Linked DNA regions of Mus musculus: regions 1, 2, 3 and 5 are each linked to region 4. Evidence: chromatin contacts called from public Hi-C, HiChIP or PLAC-seq and promoter capture Hi-C data. All regions are on one chromosome and are shown on one strand. Each heading gives the region's core, a stretch centred on a gene start, on an enhancer-like site or on the middle of the called end of the contact. The rest is flanking DNA. Distances are from core to core; before and after follow the strand shown. Region 1 holds the start of Hhipl1 (hedgehog interacting protein-like 1). Region 2 has its middle 59 kb from the start of Dlk1. Region 3 holds the start of Meg3 (maternally expressed 3). Region 4 holds the start of Slc25a29 (solute carrier family 25 (mitochondrial carrier, palmitoylcarnitine transporter), member 29). Region 5 has its middle 12 kb from the start of Dlk1.

The links. Promoter capture Hi-C pulls out the DNA fragments that hold promoters and counts their contacts. Hi-C and Micro-C count contacts between places; a contact is called where the count stands out from the background. HiChIP or PLAC-seq counts read pairs in DNA pulled down with a chosen protein or histone mark.
Region 1: a contact with region 4 is called in a Hi-C map of muscle stem cells, with 4 times the contacts expected there. The contact joins the promoter of Hhipl1 here to the promoter of Slc25a29 in region 4. A contact is called at or near these places in 3 of 39 promoter capture datasets (cranial neural crest and liver), 1 of 484 Hi-C or Micro-C datasets (muscle stem cells) and 1 of 9 other capture datasets (adipose tissue).
Region 2: a contact with region 4 is called in a promoter capture Hi-C map of hippocampal neurons, with 2.8 times the contacts expected there. The contact joins the enhancer-like site here to the promoter of Slc25a29 in region 4. A contact is called at or near these places in 5 of 39 promoter capture datasets (cranial neural crest, hippocampal neurons, liver and 2 more), 3 of 115 datasets of contacts at active chromatin or transcription factors (bone marrow-derived macrophages, embryonic limb bud and pancreatic cancer cells) and 2 of 9 other capture datasets (adipose tissue and pancreatic islet).
Region 3: a contact with region 4 is called in an H3K4me3 HiChIP or PLAC-seq map of forebrain, with 5 times the contacts expected there. The contact joins the promoter of Meg3 here to the promoter of Slc25a29 in region 4. A contact is called at or near these places in 2 of 39 promoter capture datasets (hippocampal neurons and liver) and 1 of 115 datasets of contacts at active chromatin or transcription factors (forebrain).
Region 5: a FOXA1 HiChIP or PLAC-seq map of pancreatic cancer cells shows a contact between it and region 4. The contact joins the enhancer-like site here to the promoter of Slc25a29 in region 4. A contact is called at or near these places in 3 of 39 promoter capture datasets (hippocampal neurons, liver and pre-B cells) and 4 of 115 datasets of contacts at active chromatin or transcription factors (embryonic stem cells, large pre-B cells, pancreatic cancer cells and 1 more).

Annotation. Positions count from the first base shown.
Region 1 is chr12:108,304,901-108,307,600 of GRCm38.p6, reverse strand. It overlaps Hhipl1 (hedgehog interacting protein-like 1), which reads right to left and starts at 1,331. Exons shown (of 9, transcript NM_001044380.1): 1 at 918-1,331. The coding sequence starts at 1,190.
Region 2 is chr12:109,393,275-109,395,974 of GRCm38.p6, reverse strand. No RefSeq gene overlaps it. Among named protein-coding and RNA genes, the nearest start is that of Dlk1, 59 kb to the left of the region's middle. Within about 2 kb of position 1,359, at least 33 of the 459 cell types and tissues checked have an H3K27ac peak or open chromatin away from gene starts, as enhancers often do. A contact at or near this core is called in hippocampal neurons, where this site is marked.
Region 3 is chr12:109,539,562-109,542,261 of GRCm38.p6, reverse strand. It overlaps Meg3 (maternally expressed 3), which reads right to left and starts at 1,266. Exons shown (of 10, transcript NR_027652.1): 1 at 1,163-1,266. It overlaps Gm34081 (a long non-coding RNA gene), which reads left to right and starts at 2,113. Exons shown (of 8, transcript XR_003950134.1): 1 at 2,113-2,649.
Region 4 is chr12:108,834,529-108,837,278 of GRCm38.p6, reverse strand. It overlaps Slc25a29 (solute carrier family 25 (mitochondrial carrier, palmitoylcarnitine transporter), member 29), which reads left to right and starts at 1,403. Exons shown (of 4, transcript NM_181328.3): 1 at 1,403-1,627. The coding sequence starts at 1,594. Mir345 (microRNA 345) reads right to left here and starts at 306; the gene lies at 211-306.
Region 5 is chr12:109,440,225-109,442,924 of GRCm38.p6, reverse strand. No RefSeq gene overlaps it. Among named protein-coding and RNA genes, the nearest start is that of Dlk1, 12 kb to the left of the region's middle. Within about 2 kb of position 1,329, at least 68 of the 459 cell types and tissues checked have an H3K27ac peak or open chromatin away from gene starts, as enhancers often do. A contact at or near this core is called in pancreatic cancer cells and pro-B cells, where this site is marked.

The sequences.
Region 1 (2,700 bases), core at 82-2,581, 530 kb after region 4:
ATACTCCGCATCGACATAAGGGAAGCGATAGTTCAGCGTGGATCGAAGTAAGGGCTTCACTATCAGAGGAGAGATGAGAGTAACTCATCTGGGGAGAGACTCTACCAGGTGAGGAGACCAGTAGCTGAAAAGAAAGGTGGGTGCTTTAAGCATCCTGGCCCTGAGGAATGGGCTCTCAGACTACTCCTTTCAGTCTGCCTGTGGAAGAGTCCTCATCGGAATAAGCAGTCCCCAGACTGCTGACAAAGTCATGCCTCAGATTTGGCTACATATCTTCCCATCCTGCCTTCCTAGACTTAGCAAAGACTTCATCCTGGTACCTGACAGAGATAGGACTCTCTGCAGTGGGGCACTGGAGGAGGGGGGAGGGGGCGGGAGCTTCCAGGGTGTCCCAGAGAATAGGAGTCTTGAGTCTCTAAGAGGAACTGAGGCTCCTAAAAGGCCCAACATCAGCAGGGCAGTGGTGTTGCCTCTGTCTCCCAGCACTTGGGAGACAGAGGCAGGCGGATTTCTGAGTTCAAGGCCAGCCTGGTCTACAGAGTGAGTTCCAGGACAGCCAGGGCTACACAGAGAAACCCTGTCTCGAGGGAAAAAAAAAAAAAAAGCCCAACATCTTTGCAAAGCAAATGAATGACAAGAGCTAGCTAGCCAGGTCTTCCCGCCTGATACCAAGTCACTCCCTCTTGGACCCCCCAAGCTCCAAAGTCTGGTACCCGCTCCCGACCCTTGCCCCTGTGGTTGCCATCACCTCCAAAGTTCAGGATCCATTCCTAAGTCTCATGCCTGTAGGGTCGTCATTCCCCTCCAAGTCTGGGACCCACTCCTGAGTATCGCCCTTCTGGGGATGCCATTCCTGCTCCGCCCCCGCCCCCGCCGCCAGCGACTAGTGTTCCACGTGCCTCCGTGCACCCGCTCACCTGGCACAGCAGGTCCAGAGCGTAGCCGGCACACGTCGCCCACACCCCGGCATCCATGCGGGTCTCCAGGACCCGGAAGCGCCGGGCCAGCGCCGCGTCCTGCTCCGCGGTGCAGCAGCCGAAGGCGGAGTACTGCGCGCAGAAGCTCAGCGGCTGCGGCGGCCGGAAGGGCGGCCTGAAGTCCAAGCACTGCGGGTGCGCGGCGGCCAGCAGAGCGCGCAGAACCAGCAGCGCCCCGGGCCCGATCCGGGCCACAGCCCTCCGTCCCGCCATTCTCCTGGCAGTCTGCAGAAATAGCAGCCAAAGGCCGGCCAGCCAGCCCCGCCGATGCGCCCCCCAGGAGCCACTGGCCGCGCCCTGAGCGCCCGCCTCCAGCCTTGCTTGCACCCTCCCGGGAGATCACCGGGAAACCGGTGGATTCGCCCTACAGGCCTAGGGTCCAGGGACTCCCCTCGCTGGAGGTCACCTCTGCTTGGGAGCACTCTGCAGGATTGGAGGATCACGGCACTCTGCAGCTCCCCTCTGCGGGCAGCCCCCTCCTTCTGGCCCCAGCCTTTCCAAACCTGGCGTCTGGGAAGCCCCGGTTGCCCAGTTTCACAGTTCCACTTCTCTCAGGTGCTCGCTAGCCGCCAAGTAGACGAAACCCCAAAGCCCAAGTCAGGGACTCCTAGGTCCCACCTCCCACTGAGCCAGACAGGATCTTTAGCAGTGTTTAAATGTGGAGGTGTGGCATAAAAGACAGGTGGTGTTGCCTGGGACCTCACAAGAAGTGAAGCATGAGCCTGGGGGTGGGAGGGAACAGGCGCAACCGCACAGTCAGTCCATCTTTGGCCCTGCCAGGGCTTCTGTCCTCCCCTGGCCGTGGAACTCTCTACCCGTAGCCCAGAACCCGTGGGGTTCTGTGGGAAGCCCTAATGGGTGTGTCTCCTAGATGGTTGTTCGTCCGTCATCTCTCCTCCTGCATCTCTTGTCTCAACTTTACCCCAAGAGTGAACATAGACACTATCCCATGGGCTCAGAATTCCACCATGTCAAAGCCCCTAGCACTTGTCTATGAAGACCCCAGAACCGGCTTCTTCCTGGAATACTCTTTCCATCAGTTCTGTCACGCACACTCCCACGTGGCCTTCACATGATACCCACTTGCTGCTGTCTCTTTGAACAGCCCTGTATCAGTCAGTCTGCCACAGTTGCTGAGTGCGGTTGGGGTTGCTTAGATTCCACAGGGCTGTGGTTGGAGCCTGAAATGGGGTAGGGGTGGGGGCCAGCTATGAGTCAAAGTCCCCATATAAGAGCAAACATCTCATCTCTAAGTCTTTAAGGGCAAGCACGTGTAACTGACGTCAAGGATGAGAATCCACATGGGACGATGAGACAGCACGGAGTTTTGTAGTTGCAGCAGTTGGTCCACAAAGTCCCTGAATGGTTGGAGGTGGTTAGAAAAGCTATGGCCAACCGCTGCAGCTGGACCCTCGAGGGGGGAGAGGGGGAGACAGGGAGATGGCACTGTCAGATAGTTGGGGACAGACAGCAGGGGAAGAACATCCCACTCCATCCTCCTCCCCATTCCAGGCAGTGTTTATTATAGGCTTAACCGATCATAGCTGAATGGGAGTCTGAAAAGCCTTAGCTCGGGAGTTGAGTGACTACACAAAGTGCCAGGCAACAGTAGAGCCCCTGGTCACTGTGTCCTTGTCCCAGACTGGTAGCCAGATTAAGGTACCGGTAGCAGACCATTTGGGAAAATTCTTGGAGGCTAGATGTGCATAAGAGTGAGAAACCA
Region 2 (2,700 bases), core at 110-2,609, 560 kb before region 4:
GTGTCTTTGTCTTCAGAGGTGGCCCAGCAGTTAAGACTGTATACTGCTCTCGCACAGAACATGAGTTCAATTCCAGCACCAGGTTGGGAGGCACAGCAGCCTGTAGCGCCATCTCTAGGGGATCTGACGCCTCTGGCCTCCTGAGGCACTTCACTCCCACATGCCTCCCTCCACATGTATACAACAAATCTCTCTCTCTGTGTCTCTCTTTCTCTCTCTAAAAATAAGCTTCAGGGTTATGGCCCGCCCACCTTTTCATGTCACTTTGACCCCCACAGCAAACACCCATAGGGGTTTCCCCAAAGGACCAGACAAAGGCATCAGCAAGTGAGGTAGCTCTAAAACATGGGCAGCTCCTCTTCCCTCAGCAGTCTGTAGCCAGTGAAGAGCTGGGTGTACTAGGGTGCCCTTCACCCCACCACTGCACCCCATGGTGGGGCAACACTGGATCCTGAGACTCCAAGAAGGAGGAGAACAGCTTCCTCCATGCCAGCTGCCGCTTTTGCAGACACACTGCTTTGACTTTTGTGGGGTTGCTTGTTTATTTTGGAAACAAAGTTTCCTTTTAGCCCAGGCTAGCCTTGAACACACTGTATAGCTAAGAGGGACTGTGAATCCTGGGTTCTTCCATCTCCATCTCCTAAGTGCTGAGGTTACAAGCATCCTTCTGTGGTGCTGTGACTCAAACCCAGAGCCTCCAGCATCCTAGGCAAGCACTCTACCAACAGAGCCTCATCTCCAGACCTCCACTGGCTTTTAGTTGGCACCGTGGTACCCTCAAAGATGGATAGACATGGCACCCGCCCACTAGTGGCTTCTGGGCTACACCATAGTGGTGTAGCATAGGCCCCACCTTTGTGTCCCTCAAAGTCTCTTCTGGCTTTCCCAGGCCATCTGTGACTGACAGCTGTCCTGCTGTATTTGAGGCCTGAGCTGGAAGGCCGTGATTCTCCCATCTTTAGTCTTTTCCCTGTACTGGTGGATGACATCCAGGTGACACACATCACAGCATTTGGGGGTGGGGTGGGGGATGGACAGCCCTCGGAGACACTGTTAGCCCATCTCTGCTCTGTCTTGGCCCCATCCTCAGTGGCAGGAGGACTGTGCCAGGTGCTCTCTGGGATCTTCTGAACAATGTCTCCCCACCTCATTGTTCATCACTGACCCCTACCCATAACCTGGAGACAATGGCACATGTTCCAGCCACAGAAGGTCAGTCTCCAGCAGGCCATCATTAGAGTGTAACCAGGGACACATCACACTGGTATTTAAAGAGAGAGAAGGGAAGGACATCTGAAGACCAGCTTGCTGCCTTGGAGCGGGAGGCGCGTGGCTCATTGCTCCCAGCCCCTGGGGCTATAATTAAGCCAGGCAGACGCCGAGCATGTCTGCGGCTCAGCTCAGTCCCAGCACAATATTCCAACCCACGGTTAAATGAGGATAAATAAAGGCAGCCCCTGACAACAAGGACGGTGCCTCTGATTGCTGTCTGCAGACAGCAAGCATAGAAGATGGACCACAGAAGTGGCCTCGGGATGGCTGGAACACGCAGGGTCCCTGGATAAACATGCCGGTCTCTCTCAGGTCTTCAGTGTCTCCATTTGCAATATAGGGGAGCAGAAGAGTCCTGTCCCCTGCCCCCTTACAGTCTGTAGTCTTCAGTTTGCTCTGTTTTAAGCTCTCCACACTGAGATCCTGAAAGAGACTCTCAGAGGATGTTGGCAATGTGGGGTTCTGCAGGATGCCCCTCCATCAAATCATGTGTGAGGGTCGCCTGCGCTGAGACTGGGAGAGGAGAGCTAGCGGTCCTCGATTCTGGGGTCCCTCTCAGAGCTTTGCTGTGGCTGTGGTGGCCTCCTCAAAGCTCCCAGAGAGAGGATATCTCCAGTGGGGCCTGAGGTAGCCATGCAGTCCTCTGGGCCTGGGGGTGAGTGGCTGCGTGGTGCCCTCAGGCCACCAGGGGGCAGAGGCGGTCAGGCGAGGCCGCTTCCTTCGCTTGGGTGAGCGGGGCTGGGCAGCCGGCAGGGGATGTCCGCAGAGGAGGCTTGCAGTTGGCTGTGAGCGCGGGGCAGGCAGAATGCTCCTCCGTAGTCCAGAGGGTCGGAGATGCACAGCCCTCTGCTATCGCCCCTCTGAAAAACTTATGAGAATGCTGTTTAGGCTTTCTGGGGGCCACTCAAGACTGGGGACCAGGAGACCCAGAGACCCAGTCTTTGTACCATCCCGGAGATGCTGAGGGTTTGCTCAGTATGGTTCAGATCTTGTCTTTACTCGACGCATTTCACAAGAGGGGGAAACTGAAGCTGAGCAGGTCGGGTCTTGGGGCTCAGACTACCCTCTTTCTATCTTCTACCAGCTGGGGCAACTTTACCATTGTTATGGGGAAACGCTGTGAGACTTAATTCCCCATCCAGACAAGACAGGTTGTGCTTGGCACAGAAATCGTTATTCAAAAATTACAGACTCTGGTTGTTTCTATGGAAACATTTTTCACCTCATGCAAATGAAGCGAGAGGCACGAAAACAACGCCTTCCCTACCTCCCTCCTTCTTTCTGGAAGCTTAAAAAGAGGTTTCTGGAAGTTTAAACTAGCACAGCACACTAGGACAGCCTGTGGCCTGCAGACAGGTCACCCAGGGGCTAGCAGGGCAACTTCGAGCCTCCCTGGTTCTTCAGATCCAGGCTGGTTGACTTAGCTTC
Region 3 (2,700 bases), core at 17-2,516, 710 kb before region 4:
GACCCCCTCCTGCAGGAGAACAAAGGCCACCTCCTCTTCCCTCCCCACCCCGCCCCCCAAAATTCCGCAGTGCCACCAGCGCCCTCTTGCGGCCATCAATAGAACATTCTAGAAACCTGCCACGTCGCAGCCCTCAGGCTGCCCCCCCCCTCAGCCAGCCAGCCCAGAATGAGGAGGGGGCGGCCAGGGGGGGCTTCACGGGGACAAAGGAAACGGCAAAAGGTGATTTACCAAAAGTCAAAAGCCTTCAACACGTCAGAATCTAGCCGCAGCCATCATGCGCAATGCCAAAAAGAACCCTGCCTCCAAATTTCCAGCACTCAGATCACCCCCCACACCTCCACACACCCCCTTTTCTGCATTTTATCTTTTCCTTCCTATGAGACGCAAGGACGTGGGGTTTTTTCTACCCTAGCCCACCCCCCACATCTATTCTGCCTTTGCCCCCCGGTTCCGCAGCCTTCTCTGTGATCTGGGGGTCTCCGGCTAGATTTGCCTTTGACGCCCTCTCTTTCCGCTGTTAAAGTAGCTGCGTCAGGAAACGGCTAGTAATGGTTACATTTTTTTTCCCACTATATTTTGCCCGAGGTTAGGTCTATACTAAACCCGAGTATCTGGATTCAGAATTGCTGGTCAACATGAACCTCTAAATCTTACGCCCACGTTCCGCCGAGAACCTGGCTAGGAGAAAAAGATGGCTCGAGACCCCCCTTTTCAGGTACCCCCCCCCCATTTTATGGGGCTTGCGGGATGATGCATCGCCGCCATGTCTCTCACCATTAATGCGATTCTAAGGGGGGCTTTCAGCCACCAAAACCAGGTTTTTAGACCCCAGAAACAAAAATACACTGGATTTGGGGGCGGAATATCTCATTATTGCTGCTTTTCTTAATCAGGGTCTCTACCGCGCTGCCCACACTAGTGAGAAAAAAAGCCCTAGTGGACCGGACCCCCCCACACCCGCGAGAAAAATGTGCCTGAGGATTCTTTTCCTTGCAGAATTTCGTGTTGGATGCTGGGGACCAGGCTAAGGGGCTGGCTTTGGGAGAAGGTCCCCAGCACTGGCCTTTCGGCATGTCCAGGAGGACGGAGCCGAAGCCAGATAGTGATGTCGTCTTCATTTTTGCACATCCTTTCAGGCAAAGGATGGCTAACCACTCACCAGGTAAGAGATTCTTCTGTGGGCGCCCCGGGTTTCTGGAAGAGCTGCAGCCAAGGCCAGCAGAGCCGAGGCGAGCTCTATTCCAGCTCTTCGTCTTCTGTGCTAGGGGCTGGCTGGGTGGGGTTTATATAAAGGCGCAGAAGGGGTGGTCTTTGACGTCAGCGCATTCTGCTGCAATGCGCTCATTTCTCTAAAAGTGATTGGCCGGAAAAATGAGCCCCCCAGATTCTATGACAAATTGCTGTAGCCGCACCCAGACTGCAGCAAAGAACGAAGGAAAAAAAAATCTGCCGCAGTGCCCCTGGCCGCCATGACCAACACCCTGTGGTCGCTGGTGATTTTTCCCTACATGAGCCCTAGTTGTGGATGGAAGGGCGATTTGTAGACAGAAACTGGGGGGAAATAACCCCAACTGGTGATTGTTCTCAGGCGACCAAGGATAAAGGTGGGGTACCGGGGATCGGCAGATGGCTTGCCTGGGTTTCTCAGAACATCAGTCAGGGGCTCCGGCTTAGGAAAGGAGAGCGTTGTTTTTTCCTAATTGCACTGGAAATTTTTAATAAAAATCCCAGATAAAATAATTGATTCCCAAATGTTAGCCTGGAGGCTGTCACCCCCACATAGGGTACCCCGATTCTGACGGACTATCTTGATACGGGGAATTTGGCATTGTTGAGGCAAAAGGACCTTGATTTTGAGTCCCAGGCTTTACAGAAGATACAACCTGTGCACCAAAAACCTTGCGCTATTCCGCCCTTTCCCAAGGACCCATTTCTGCCCGTTACAGGGGTACCCAGCAACCCGGAGTGTACTGTGAATATAGGCGCAACTGTGCCCCCTAAGAAAAGTACTTAATTAGTGAAAATGGGGTCCCTGTGGTAATGCTTAGAGTACACCCCCAAATCGGGCTGATTCCCCACACTTTGAAGGGCGCCCCCCCCTCTCCGCAGCCCAAGCAGACACATGTTGCTATGGTGCGTAGCTGCTGGCTGCGGACGCTCTGAGACTTGGCACAGGAGAGCTAATCCTTAACAGGTGGTACCTCCGGCTGCTCTGCCTACCCTAAGTGGCAAAGGGGGCAACATGTCCATCAAATGTCCTCTCGAAAAGGTCAGAATGCTGTTGAAAGGGACGAAGGATCTATCTTGGGGTGACAGGTGGGTGGCAACTGTGAGTCCAAAGAAGAAGCGTCTGGTGACAGAAAAGGAGCGAGAATGATTGAGACCCTAAAAGGAAAGTCAGAGGCCCTGTGGAGGACATGAAGCTGGAAGAGCCCCCCACCCCCACCCCCCCGCCGCCGCCTTATTTACGCCTCTGCAGCTGCTTTCGCGTAAGCCCCCTATGGCCAGCAAGCCTAGGATGCCACTGTGACTCGGGTCCTGGGGCTGAGAGGCACTGAGAAAAGCCACCGCTGAGCCCAGGGTTACCGATCAGCAGCTTGCCGGCGAGGTGACTCAGGCCTTTTCAGGGGTGGGGGCGTTGTTAAGGTAGGAACCGATGCACTTCGGAGGGTGAAAATGAAGGTTTAGGGCTTTGGG
Region 4 (2,750 bases), core at 154-2,653:
TTTCTTAGAACCAGAAACCAGGGTGGAGGCGTGAAGACCCGAGCTTTACCACCGGACCCCAGGGTATTCTTATGGCTGTGTCCCTGCAGGAGGATTGCTGGGGTTAATGGCAAAGGCCTCAGGAGGGATCCTACAATCACCCCAGTTCCAGTGTGTACTTCCTTCTTCCTCTTACCACCTGCCTTTAGAAGGCATCCAGATGACTCAAAGCCTGTGGAGATCAAACCCAGGTCTCCAGACCCCTAGTTCAGGGCCCAGTAGCCACCACAAGCACTGGACTAGGGGTCAGCAGGCCTGGACTTGGGTGTCGGCTTCACGAAGGGTCCATTCAATTCCAAGGATAAACACCACCTCTCAAACAACACTGGGGTCCCTGGTCTCAGAGCTGCCCCTCCATCAGATCTGCCATCCCACAACTCCGCGCCCAGTTTAGGGAGGGGAGAGGCAAGAGCAGAGTTCGAGTAACCACAGGAGTCTGTTACTCCACTCTCAGCTTAAAAGAAAGTCACGACCAGCAGAGGCCCGGTAAGTGATGGCTGTATCCATCACTTGGACTTGCTTCCAGACTCCTTGCTGTTGTAGATATTACCAGCAACTGGGGGGGTGGGGGGCGGCGCGTCGGGTTCTTAGCCCACCTCAACTTTAATGCTCTCCAAGCCTGGAATATCTGCTTGCTCCTTGTCCTGCACCTAGCTCACCCTGTCCCAAGGCCCAGAGCTGCAGTCAGATGCCCGCGCCCCTGATCTGGCCTGCTGGCGGCTCCCAGGAACACGTCGGGCTTGGCGGCACCCTTCCATCCTCAGGCCCCATCCACAGGCCCCTTCTGTTTGAAAACGTTTCTACGTCCTTCAAACTCAAGTCCCTGTCTCTGCCTGGGTGCACTGGGTCCTCAGTACTCCTGCGCGTTCGCTTAAGAAGATCCGGGGCCTCAGAGGCCCCTCCAAGTGGGCGGTCGTTCTCGAACTTTCCCAGCAAGCTGAGTCCAAGACCAAAGTAGGCCTTGGGAGAGTCGCGGCGTTCCACGTGTGCACTCGCCACTGTGTCCTCTTGACACAGGCAAGGACGATGAGGTTGAGCAGGAGAGTCGCATCCAAATACCGTGAGGGGTCCGAGGATTGAAGCAGATCGAGCGCCGCCCTTCGGACCGTGCGGTTGGGAGGTTCTGGGCTCCAGTGTGCAGTGTGCCCACCGCACTGCCCCTTCCTTGCGCCGTGCGGGCGGGCCCGAGAAGCACAGTCTTTGTCTACTGAGCCGGGAGGCACCCCCGCCCGCCGCGCCCGAGGCCACACCTTCCAGGCGCGCCCAGCCAATGAGACTTGGCGGCGGCACCCGGAGCACGGGGTGTGTCCGTGCCTCGCTTACCGATTGGTTGCGCTCTGCCCCCGCGGGGGCTGAGGCCGACGGGGCGGTGCGAGCGGTGCGAGGTGAGGCCCGGCAAGCTGGACGCCAGGGGAGTGCTTTTCTAGGAGTCGCCATCCAGTCGCCTCCCCGACCCGGCTGCGCGCCCGGAGGCCAGATAGCAGGAGTCGCGACGGCCAACCGCGGGCCGGGCCCGAGGAGTAGTAAGACACAGCCGGCTCGCCGGGCCGGGCCATGGCGCTCGACTTCCTGGCTGGATGCGCCGGAGGTAAGGAGATGACCGGCATGCCAGGCGGGCGTTCTGGCTGGTACGCGGCGACAGGTGTCTTCTTGACCCTTCCGTGCGCACTGAGTGCAAGGTCTGGGGATCCTGGCAGCACCGCGGCTTGGCCGGAGGCAGGGACAGAACAGAAGGATGCGGGCGCGCAGCCTACTGATCCCTTCCCGCAGCTGTCTGAGCGAGGCTGGTGACACCGCGCGACCTCCTAGAAGGCTGGCCCGACCCCAGGCGCCCAGCACTTCCCATGCATTGCTTTAAGCTGCTGGAGGGCTCAGGAGAGGAGGAGGCGGTCCACCGGGTGGTCAAATAAATGGTCATGTCAACCTGACTGAAGAGCGCTCGAAGCTGAGAGCAGGCTAGGTCTGCCCATGACACTACCGTGCGGACCTGTTGAACGTTTAGTGCCTTTCCTTTTGCCTAGAGGATTAGTTTATTTACTAAGTATTAAATAGAGCCTGGTTTAGCCGCTGGGATTCCAGGTGAATCGACTGAGGTGGTAGTGGTCTGGCTGGTTATATGTTCAGCTCTGAGGCCCAGACCTGGCTCCTCATCCACCTGTCCTGCTGTCTTCATCCTTCATAGCCCTACCCGGAAAGGTCTCTCCTGGAACAGTGATAGGCTGGAGTTGGCCTTAGGTGCTTAATCCGTGCTTGCTTCTTCCTGGATGGAGAACATTGCTGTCTGGCAGAATGCCTTCCCTGAGCAGTGACGTACCCTCTAGGTGCTTGAGAACCACCAGACTGTCACCAAGTCTTTCTTCTGTAAGCTGTGGGAAGGCCACAGAGATTTCCACAAGCAGGTGGAGAATTAGAGACCCAGAAAGAGCCCCATGCTAGCCCCAGCTGTAACAGGGCAGGTGAGGGCATCTTCAATGGCCAGGACTCCTGCCGTGGCCAAGACCCCCTTGTACTGCAGTTTCCCCAGGGCCAGAGTTACCTCCATTTGTAGCCTGGGATATACAGTTGATCTGGGGAGCATATATTCACCCTGAGGCCAGGCTTGCATAGAGACTTTGAGCACCCCCACTGTCCCACAAGCCCATGGGCACTTGCTCAAGTAGGCCCTCCCTGCCTGGGATACCCATCTGTCTTCAACCAGCCTGTCTCAGGGT
Region 5 (2,700 bases), core at 80-2,579, 610 kb before region 4:
CTAAGCACCCTTCTTCAATCCTTTTCATGAAAAAACAAACAAACAAACAAACAAACAAACAAACCAAAAAAACCCAACGGGACTCCAGACACCCAGAGAGAGTGAAGGAGGCACTCCTCGTAGGTCCCCAATGTCGTAGGGACATCGATTAAGAAAATGAAAACATAGACGCTGTGTGATTGGGACTGTAGGGAGATGCAGAAAAGGAGAGGACCAACTGTGGCCACAGGGAAAAAAGCAAAAGATGGAGACAGGTAGCCAAGGGCTCCAGGATGCAGAGACTATGCACAGTTTAATGTCTAAGTGAGTGCGTGCGTGGGAGCCTAGGCCTTCACTTAACTGTAAGAGGGACCCAAGGGTGTTTGTGGGCTGAAGAGGCTGCAGGTGATGATCCAGCACCTACATGATTAATTGAATGAGGCAAATGCAGCCTGCTCCTCTGAGAGTTTCTGGCGAGTTAGGGAGACTAGGATTTGAACCGACACTTCCACGAGCTCTTTAATTGAGTCTGCAGCATTTGCAGGGGTGAGGAGGGGCTGGGGGTGGGGGGGAACGACACGGGCAGTGAGTCAATGTACCGTGAGCCCCTTCCATCTGTCCTCTGGTGCCACTGGCAAAGAGAACAGCCATGCTGCGGAGCCCAGCCTGTTGGATACTCTCTGCCACTGGCCTTGTAGTAGGCACACTTGGGCGTTAATTGTGCTTTTAACTTTCAAAGTGGTTTCGCATTGATTTTATTTACACAGAACCTGGCGTTTGTCACGCTCTGCCTCGGAGGCTAGTGAGCCACTTTGCGCACTGGGAAGTATCCAGAGCCTCTGAAAGATCTAGCTGGTGCCCGGTTCTCATCTGTATCCTGGACACACCGTTGGGGCCCAGAGAGCATTTGTTGATTTAGTGTGTAATGTGTGGGCGGAGAGCTAGGGAGAATACTCACTCTACAGGAAAGGTATATCTCTCTTGTTGTGACCATCAAAGGGGTCTTTTTGGGGCTACCAGAGAGTCTCATCTGGTAGCTACCCCTCAGTCCCTCCCATGCCAGACAGGACCCCCTTCTAGGGACTTCTCTACAGAGTCCTGTTCCTTATCCCTGGAGTGGATCTCAGTGCTAAGAAATGGGTGGCGGGTGGGTATGTGAATGTGTTTAACCCTGCCTTCACTTCAAGGTGGGGAGGGGTTCCATCTGGCCCCAGTCCAGACCTCTTTAGCACCCAGGGGTGCCGGGCCTGGTCCCAGGCTGGTGTTCAGTTCAGGCAGAACAGAGCTGGAGCAGCTGGGAGGGGCTGTTCTGTCCCCTTCCGTGGAGCTGGCAGGTTGCCTGCCAGCTGGGCTACACACAGGCCGTGGGCAGGGATTCCCCTGGGAGGAGCTGCGGCTTTCTGGTAGTTTGGGGTGCCTGTACTTCCTCGATGCCAGTATTTTTAACTTGGCCCAGTTTTTAATAAACTGTCTGTGTGGGGAGCAGTAACCGACAGTTAAGGGATTCAACTACAACACTACTCTGAGGAAAAAAAACCTCATGACTGGTTCTGAGGCCAGGGAAGGCCTGTGCTTCCTGTGGCCACTGAAGTTGCAGAGTTGGGACAGATGGGTGGCAGGGCCAGGGAGCCAGGAACTTCGTGGCCCCTGGCAGCTGTATTAGAGACTTCTATGCTTTTCTGTAGCCCAACTTCATCCCAGACCCCGCTGCATGCCCTCCAGAGGGTCCCCTCCATATGTACTTGGCTCTGCCACACATTGGGGATCTTGCAGGGACTGTCCTGTCTCTACCTATGCCCCTAAATACCACCTGCTTGCTCATGCCTTCCATCTCCTAGTCCCATAAGACCCTTGTTCTTCCCCAATGCTTCCTTCACCAAGGACCTTGGGCAGACAGTCTGTTTGTCTATCCATCCCTATCCTCCTGTCTGGGCTGACTATGAGAAGAAGCAATGCCTCTATTCTCCCCTCATCTAAGAAGAGTGTGTGTGGGGGGGGCACAACTCTTTATTGACAGATCTTCTACCATCATGGCCAGGTCTAGACAGGATCTGTCACCTCCCTGTCCTTATCCTGCCAAGGCTACAGACACAATCCTGGCTGTTCCTTAGGGAAAATGAGACTCTCTCTTTCACTGGGGAGGTTCCTAGAGTAAAGCTACAGATTGGCCCAGAGAGCAACAGTGGGTGTTTAAATACTGCTCTTCCTCAGGCAGGATTGGGTTGCCGAGAAACTGAAGGAGGTGGTCACCCTTTCCATGTGATCTGAAGGGTGCCACAACTGTCTGCCTCCCACTCCAAGGACTCCATAGCCACTTGACTTCCCATTTGTAGTCAGGCACCCCAGTACTCAGTTTCGAGGACTTTGATTGAACAGTTGTCACATATTCATTCCATGGATCTCTGAAAGAGGAGGCTAAGGCACTATATGCCCATAGCCCCTCGAAAGGGTTGGGGGAGGGTGGGCCACAGGGAGAGCCTGAAACAGAAGGACAAGGGAGTATGTTACCACTACCTGCCCAAATTGTCCTTATTACAACCATGGAATGTAGCCATTGAGCCTCAGGGTGACAGAGCCTCTCTCAAGGGTGGGGGCAGCCAGGCCACCTGCTTGGGATGTCCTGACCATGATTGGCTAGTGGGTTGCTTGTGGGTACCCTGGAGCCCCAAATTATCTCGGAGCTTCTCTGCTCCTGTCTGCTCCTTAGTTCTGCTTATGATA